Regions from separate parts of the Gossypium hirsutum genome. Here region 2 is linked to region 1. Evidence: chromatin contacts called from public Hi-C data. All regions are on one chromosome and are shown on one strand. Each heading gives the region's core, a stretch centred on a gene start, on an enhancer-like site or on the middle of the called end of the contact. The rest is flanking DNA. Distances are from core to core; before and after follow the strand shown.

Evidence for each region. Hi-C and Micro-C count contacts between places; a contact is called where the count stands out from the background.
Region 2: a contact with region 1 is called in a Hi-C map of leaf, with 2.3 times the contacts expected there. The contact joins the enhancer-like site here to the promoter of LOC107895067 in region 1. A contact is called at or near these places in 2 of 34 Hi-C or Micro-C datasets (both in leaf).

Annotation. Positions count from the first base shown.
Region 1 is chrA09:37,275,640-37,280,011 of Gossypium_hirsutum_v2.1, reverse strand. LOC107895067 (receptor-like serine/threonine-protein kinase At4g25390) reads left to right here and starts at 2,166. Exons shown (of 1, transcript XM_016820277.2): 1 at 2,166-4,372. The coding sequence starts at 2,410. The coding sequence ends at 4,311.
Region 2 is chrA09:37,570,862-37,575,233 of Gossypium_hirsutum_v2.1, reverse strand. It overlaps the pseudogene LOC107933942. Among protein-coding and RNA genes, the nearest start is that of LOC107933939, 120 kb to the right of the region's middle. Within about 2 kb of position 2,228, at least 2 of the 9 cell types and tissues checked have an H3K27ac peak or open chromatin away from gene starts, as enhancers often do. A contact at or near this core is called in leaf, where this site is marked.

The sequences.
Region 1 (4,372 bases), core at 917-3,416:
TTAGGTATTTGGGGAATTTAGTTCATAAGTGTAAAAGAAAACATCTCAGAAGAATAATAATAACAAAACATATAGAAACTCAAAAATCCCGAAGGAAATCGAAGGGAAATCTTCAGTCTTAAAGGGGAATCAAGCTTCTAAGATGGATCAATCGGCTTTCTTCGAGTAATCCTTGCCTCTTATTCCGTGTGTCTTTTCTAAATACCTCCTGGGGTGTTTATATAGGCTTTAGAATGCTTCAAAACCCTCAAGAGTGGCCTTTTCCGAATAGGACTAGACTTGGGCTCGACAGGGACACGCCCGTGTGCGAGTGCTTCAAATCGTGTTAGAGTCTATTGAATAGACACGGTCGTGTGATCTACTTGTGTAAGGAAGTCCAGGCCGTGTTAGAGTCTGCTAACACTACACGGTTGTATGGTATACCCGTGTAGGGAAGTCCAGGCCGTGTTGATTTCCCACGTTAGCCCATTTTTTCTGTTTTTGGCCTGTTTCTCGCTCTTTTTACTTTCCTATGCTCACCTAAGTATAAAACATGAAATTAAAGGATTAGGAGCATCGAATTCACCAAATCTAAGGAGAAATTATCCATAAATGTACTGAGCATGAGATAAAAATATGTATAAATTACGATTTATCAACGGGCGTGTGAGGCATAACTCTAGTAATTTTACTAAAATTTTTTATAATTCTCGGTTTAGTCCCAGATCGCTTTTAATATATGTTTTGGGCCTTGTAGGATCATAATAAGGACACTATGATGTTGTTTGACCGGTTTTAAATTAGAACAAAATTTTATAACCCGTATCTTCCAAAAATATCTGAGTATGTGTCTAGTAACGCCTCGTACCTAGTCCCGATCTCGAGTATGGGTAAGGGCTGTTACAGCGCCATGCAATGACATGAAATGTATGCCGTGGTGGAAAAATATGGGTACATATATTTCCAGACAAACTCGTTACGGTAGACCTACAGAAACACGTAAAGGTTAGGGGAAAAGATCTCCCGAGCATTGGTTAGCTATCACTAAACCAGGCAAAATACTTTATGAAATTAGCGGAGTAGCCAAAAATATAGCCAGAAAGGCTATTTCAATAGCAGGATAAAAAATGCCTATTAAAGTTTAATTCATTATTTCAGGATAGGAATATAGAACCAAAGGAAAGAAGTCTTGTCTTGGGAATAAAAAAAACAATTGCGAGTTTTTTTTTTTTTTACAAACAATATTTCATTTTTTCTTCGTCCTTTATTACATTGAAAAAAAGAGATTTCAAAAAGGATTCAACCTCAGACTCATTTAAATGTAGCAAATAACAAAGAGGCCCAAGAATTTATGTGTATTCAAGTCATAGGAGCTAGTAATCGCCGATATGCTCATATTGGTGACGTTATTGTTGTTGTGATCAAGGAAGCAGTACCAAATACATCTCTAAAAAGATCAAAAGTGATCAGAGCTGTAATTGTATGTACTCGTAAAAAACTCAAACACGACAATGTGATGATAATATGATATGATGACAATGCTGACGTTGTGTTTTGGTCACTGTTTTATTAAAAACTCAAATGGAAAGTTAACTAGGATGCCATATGTTAAAAATAAAAATTGAAAAAAAATAAGTTTACACCCGATAAAAATAAAAACTAAAAAATAAAACCAAGGCTAAATTTTGGTTAACTTTTGAAAAACCAAGGGTAAATTTAGGTTAACTTTTGAAAAAAATTGGGAATGTTTTAGAACCTTAATCAAACCTTGAACTCAAATTTAAATTTGATTTACAATTTAATTTAGGGTTCCAAACACTTTAAAAATTTCTAAAAGTTATCTCGATGTTTTAACCTAATTCCTTTTTTGTGTTTTTTTAATTAAAATGTTATTGTTTTGCCCTTATTTAAACTTTTTTAGTTTTTATTTTAATTACGTGTAAATTTATTTTTATTTTTAACTTTTATTCTTAATAAATGGTATCTTAATCAGCTTTTCATTTAGATTTTAAAAAATAAGAGTCGTTATTTATGACGGTGTTATATTTGATAAAAGAAAATTAAAATATGTAAAAATAGGAATAAAGTAATTTTAGAATGACTGTGTAGCTAAAAGAAACTATTGATATTCCTGACTGAAACTTAAAAGTGCTTTAAATTTGTTTCGTTGAGTTTTTTTTTTCGGAGTAAGAAGAGAAGTGAGGGAGATGGTCTGAAGTTTTGTTTTCGAGTTGTACTAATCATCTCTTCTTTTTTCTTTTTTTTTTGTCATTTAATTCAGGGAAAAAAAGTACAAATCATTACACCCTCTCAACAACAAACAACCCACGAACCACATTTTGCTTTTAACAATACCACTTGACAGTTATACATCTAGAAGCCAAAGAGAAAGCCCGATTTTTTCTTTCTTCTTTTTTTTTTTTTTTTTCTATGATGCCTCGCTCGCTCCCACCGCTGCGGCAACCGCCGTTGATCCACCACCGCCCTTTACCCATACGTCTCATCCTCCCACCTATCGTAGCTTTCACAGCGGCCTTTTCAATCTTACTCGTTCTATCCTTGTGCCTTCGCAAAATTCGACGTGAACGCACTGTTCCCACCGACTCCAAGCCGCCATACCGGTTTTCGTACTCCGTCCTCCGTCGCGCTACCTCCTCTTTCTCCGTTTCACGGCTCCTCGGTCAAGGGGGCTTTGGCTCTGTTTACCGCGCTACCATCTCGAAGAACCTCCATCATGACGACAGCCGAAGCAAAAACATTCAAACCGTCGCTGTTAAGGTGATGGACGCCAGTTCTCTTCAGGGCGAACGCGAGTTCCAAAACGAGCTCTTCTTCGTTTCAAAACTCGATTCTTCCCTGGTCGTTCCAGTCCTCGGCTTCTCTCACGACCGAAAACGACGTCGAATGCTCCTTGTTTACGAGCTCATGCCTAACGGCAATCTGCAAGACGCGTTGCTTCATAGAAAATGCCCCGAGTTAATGAACTGGAAACAGAGATTTTCAATTGCTGTTGATATTGCCAAGGGAGTTGAATATCTCCATGGATTAGACCCTCCAGTAATTCACGTAGATATTAAGCCTAGTAACATATTGTTGGATCAGTATTTTTCAGCCAAAATTGCTGATTTTGGACTAGCAAGGTTGAAATCAGAGGAAATTAAACTGGAAATTGCTGAGGATCATGGATCTATAGCGGAAACAGAGAGTGTAGCTACAGGATTTGAGGATTATGGATCTATTGCGGAGAATTCGGAGGTTGTTACAGTTGCCGTTTCTCCGCCGGCAGTTGCAACATCTCCTGAAATTATGGAGAAAGGAAGCGTGTCGGTCTCGGAGGGGAATTTCGATAGAGCAAGTGTTGAGAATGGAAAAGAATTGGTCAATGGTGGCGGGAAGCAGAGTGGCGGCTCCAGCAGCGATTGGTGGTGGAAGCAAGATATGGGCGCAGTGGGAGAGAGTGGGAAAGTGAAGGGTTATGTGATGGAATGGATAGGAAGTGAGATTAAGAAAGAGAGACCCAGTAATGATTGGATTACTTCAGTGGCTTCTTCAAGCTATGAAATGAAAGCTAAATCGGGGGAGAAGAAGAATAAGAAGAGCAAAAAACGATTGGAATGGTGGGTGTCAATAGAGGACGATAAGGAAAACAATGTAAAGAGGAGACCGACAAGGGAGTGGTGGAAAGAGGAGTATTGCGCAGAGCTTTCAAAAACAAACAAAAAGAAGAAGAGAGAGATGGCAATGTGCCATAGTGATGATAATGGTGGTTGGGAGAATTGGTGGCCGCTTGATGATGCGAGGAAGAAGAAGAGGAGTAAAAGCAGTATTGGAAGTGTGGACTGGTATGATTCATTTAGTGGGGAGATTCCCAAGAGTGGTGGGATTAGCAGTACCCCCAGTATGAGAGGAACCGTTTCCTACATTGCTCCTGAGTATGGTGGAGGAAGTGATCCATCAGAGAAGTGTGATGTTTACAGCTTTGGAGTTCTACTATTGGTTCTCATTGCAGGGAGGCGACCCTTGCAGGTTACAGGCTCTCCTATGGCGGAGTTTCAGCGGGCCAATCTCACTTCCTGGGCGAAGCATCTTGCACAAACTGGGAAGCTCTTTGATTTGATTGACCAGAGTATACAGTCTTTGAAACAAGAACAGGCTCTTTTGTGTATCACAGTTGCTTTGCTTTGTTTGCAGAAATCACCGGCACGTCGCCCTTCCATGAAGGAAGTTGTTGCCATCCTCACTGGTGACGCCGACCCGCCTCAGCTACCTACTGAATTTTCCCCCTCACCACCATCACGTTACCCATTTAAGTCACGGAAGAAGGTCCGGTGAGTTACTTTTTCTTCGAACATAAGCGTGTTGCTGACTTCTTGTAGGTCGTTTTTGTAAAGAA
Region 2 (4,372 bases), core at 979-3,478, 300 kb before region 1:
AGATGGACATGGTACTCACACAGCAGCCACTGTTGCTGGCTCTCCGGTACGAGGTGCAAATCTTCTTGGTTATGCCTATGGAACAGCTAGAGGAATGGCTCCTGGTGCAAGAATTGCAGCCTACAAGGTTTGCTGGACTGGTGGATGCTTCAGCTCGGATATTCTGTCAGCGGTTGATAGAGCGGTGGGTGATGGAGTGAATGTGTTGTCGATATCTTTGGGTGGTGGAGCTTTATCTTACTCTCACGACAGTTTGGCGATAGCAACTTTTGGAGCAATGGAGATGGGTGTTTTTGTCTCTTGCTCAGCTGGCAATGGAGGACCAGATCCTGTCAGCCTCACTAATGTACCACCATGGATCACTACAGTCGGTGCTAGCACCATGGATAGAGATTTTCCAGGTAATGTTAAGCTAGGGAGTGGGAGAACCATACCTGGAGTTTCACTCTACAAAGGGCGAAGGTTACTGCAGGCAAACAAGCAATACCCTCTTGTTTATATGGGTAGTAACTCAAGCAGCCCTAATCCAAGTTCATTATGCTTAGAGGGAACTTTGGATCCACATGTTGTTTCTGGGAAAATTGTGATATGTGATCGAGGAATAAGTCCTAGAGTGCAAAAGGGTCAAGTAGTGAAAGATGCTGGAGGAGTAGGAATGATTTTGACAAACACTGCAGCAAATGGGGAGGAGCTTGTTGCAGATTGTCACCTACTTCCAGCAGTTGCAGTGGGAGAGATGGAAGGGAAAGCAATCAAACATTATGCCTTAACAAATGGGAAACCAACCGCAACTCTAGCCTTTTTAGGTACCAGATTGGGTGTTAGGCCATCACCAGTGGTGGCAGCATTTTCATCTAGAGGACCAAATTTCCTCACACTTGAAATTCTCAAACCTGATGTGGTTGCGCCAGGGGTGAACATCCTTGCAGCCTGGACTGGAGAATTGGGTCCGTCAAGTCTTCCAACAGATCATAGGAGAGTGAGATTCAACATATTATCAGGGACTTCAATGTCATGCCCTCATGTTAGTGGAATTGCTGCCTTGATCAAGGCCAGACACCCAGATTGGAGTGCCGCAGCAGTTAAATCTGCTCTAATGACAACCGCTTATGTTCATGATAACATCCATAATCCACTCCAAGACTCTTCCACTGCAGCAGCTTCCACTCCCTATGATCATGGAGCTGGTCATATCAACCTTTGAAAGCTCTAGACCCAGGTTTGATCTATGACATTTCAGCCCAGGATTACTTTGTATTCCTCTGCACACAGAAATTGACTGCAATGCAGCTAAAAGCTTTTAGCAAGCATTCCAATATGTCTTGCCATCACAACACCCTTGCCACTCCAGGAGATTTGAACTACCCAGCAATCTCAGTTGTCTTCCCAGAAGATACAGCCATTTCAACTTTGACTCTCCATAGAACAGTCACAAATGTTGGTCCTCCTGCTTCACATTACCATGTTGTAGTTTCACCATTTAAAGGCGTCACCATTAAAGTTGAGCCCAAAACTCTAAATTTCACTAGAAGAAACCAGAAACTGTCTTACAAGATCAGTTTCACAAGAAAATCCCCACAAACAATGCCTGAGTTTGGAGGGCTGGTGTGGAAGGACGGAGTGCACAAAGTAAGAAGCCCCATTGCTATCACATGGTTACCACCATTTTAAACTAGATTTTCAGTCACCTATGATTCCAAATAAACATTATGTTTTTATATAAGGTCAAGGGGATCTTTAATTTTATCTGCATTTCTTTCTGGTTTTTACAACAATTTTGTAGCCTTCACATGATATAAGAGCAATTAAAAACCAATTGCTGTATGTTATTAACCATTTCAGTCTCCTTCGTTAACAGAAAAAACCATTTCAACCATTTCGGAATACCAAGCCAGCGTAAATAAACAGAGAAAAGTATCTACTTTTATAGATGTGGTTAAGCATTTATATACTATGAGACAGTAAGTGTAATTGCTTTTCATCTGTTCGTAGCATCACAATGCACAACCAATGACTTAGCACTGAAGATTCGGTATCCATATGCATCAGTTATCAGTTGTCACTTTAATTTATATATAGAGAGAGAGTTCCACTTTTATAAAAACGAAAGTTCGATTTAAATAAACTTACTTGATCGGTTGTCACTTTAATTTCTCAAACCAAACAAGCAAACATTAATAAAACCCTAAGTTTAAACCGAATACATATTGGTAGCCCAATTCAATTAATTTAAACCCATACAAAACAAAAAGTCCAACCCATTGAACAAATCCAATTGTATCTATATGTATACCCAAGCACAAACAAAGCGGGCAATGGTATTCTATATTTCAGGGCGCATTCGTGGGTAATTGGTGGCATAGTTCACCCAAGTGATATTAGTGTGACTATTACATATATAACTAAAAAGTGATTTCTTTTTCCTTACAAGTGTATGTAATTGTGTTGTTCATTGATAAACGAAGATGAATACTTATGAAATGTTAATGAAATAGCTCAATAAGCACTTAAAAAGTGATTCTTTATATATATATATATATACCACAAATGCACAAACTATTATTTATTGCTCAAAGTGATTAAATATTAAAGTGCCCTAATAAATTTGGTGAAATAGTTAGGATAAAATTGCTAAGTCATAAAGATTAGTATGTGCATTAGTATTGAAGATTGACATTTAGTGTTAAGGCAAGGTTATATACCTTATGGCATAGCACATAAGTGCATTTTGGATCTTTTTTCAAGGTGTTTATGGTTTTGCCTTTAGAGCAATATATGTTAGGGTGTTCAGTTGGAATCTTGAGTATCCAAGTATATTTTGCTAAGATTTATTAAGGGTGAAATGTTTTAAAATTTGACTAATAAGAATTATTAATAAACATGTCTTGTTAAAATTGAAACAAAAGTGACATGGTAAGTGTTCATGAGTAATGATAATTGAACTTACAATTATAGTAAGTGTCGAAATGGACACGAATAAATTGATATGATTTAAAAATGAATAATTAAATAAGAGTGGACCTAAGTGTAAACATCAATTTCATTAATATTTTGAATTAGTGAAATAAGAATTTTAACATTAAAGAGCTATATTTCAAACAAGTGAAATGAACATAAGTTTTATATTGATAGGTTTTGAAATAAAGGAAGCCATGTAGGCTAGTGGAAAATGAGCATGGTACAAACAATGAGCTAAAAAATTGGTAACTTGTCAGTGGTTTAGTCAAAGCGAAGCTTTTAATTTGTAAAAAGACTTGACACAAACTGTAAGAATGATAAATTGGATGTCCTAGCGTAGTTACTAAACTCTTTGAGCTTAATGCATTATGCATTAGTGGTTTAAATGTGTGGGTAGAAAACCTTTCTAAGAAAGTAGAGATCGGGTCTTAGAAGAAACACATCATTGTTTGAGACTAGAAAGACATAGTTTCCTTTGTATTACTGTATTAGAAGGTTTTGTAATGGCATGTACATAGGCTGTGTTGGAAAAATCAATTTAGAAAGCAGTGTCAATAGGCACAGTGGAAGTTTAAAAAATTCTCTTTGAAATCGAGCCGTTGTGTTATTTATAAAAATAAGCTTAATAGAAAATTACTTGTACTTTGTACGAGATGGTCTAAAGTCTATCTCGACTTTCTATCAAATAACCTTCTCCATTATTCTCGAACCATGAATTACCACAAGCGTAGGCTCGAGTAATATGAACTCAATCAGAAAATCAAAACTTTTATTTAACTTTTAGTAAGAAAATTAATTCTTTTTACCTAAAAACTATGTGTTTTTCTCAGAAAATATAATTTATTCTGTAAAATAAATTTCCATTATTTTTGATAGAATAATGTCGTATGTGAAATGTTGTAAATTGCTTAACACATAGTTCCTATATATAGAGAATCAATACAAGAGTTCTGCTCGAATAAGGTCTAATTATATAATAATATTTTCATAAAAAATACAATGCTCTAGTAGAACTAAAGTACTAGGGGCAGCGACACCCCTAGTAATACTATTGGGTTTTGTCGCCCTTTACATGTAATAAGCTTAAGTTGAGCCTTTCATGTATTAGCTCCAATATTATTTTTTAATAAATTAATTTAAGTAATTAAATCAACTAATTTAATTTCTCAATTAAATTATTTTCTCAACCCAATTCTAATTTTGTTAAAGTTATCAATTAATTAAATAATAATTCAAAAAGCTTAAATTAATTTAAAAGTCATCTTTTGTATTTAGCGGAAAATGCATTCACTATGGATAGTGATACATGCGATCTATTTCTCTTACTTCATCGTTTTCATTCATATCATATTTGTTGGTTCTACATGCAATTCGTTTCTTGCTATCTTAAGCTAGCAGGGGGATCGATTTGACA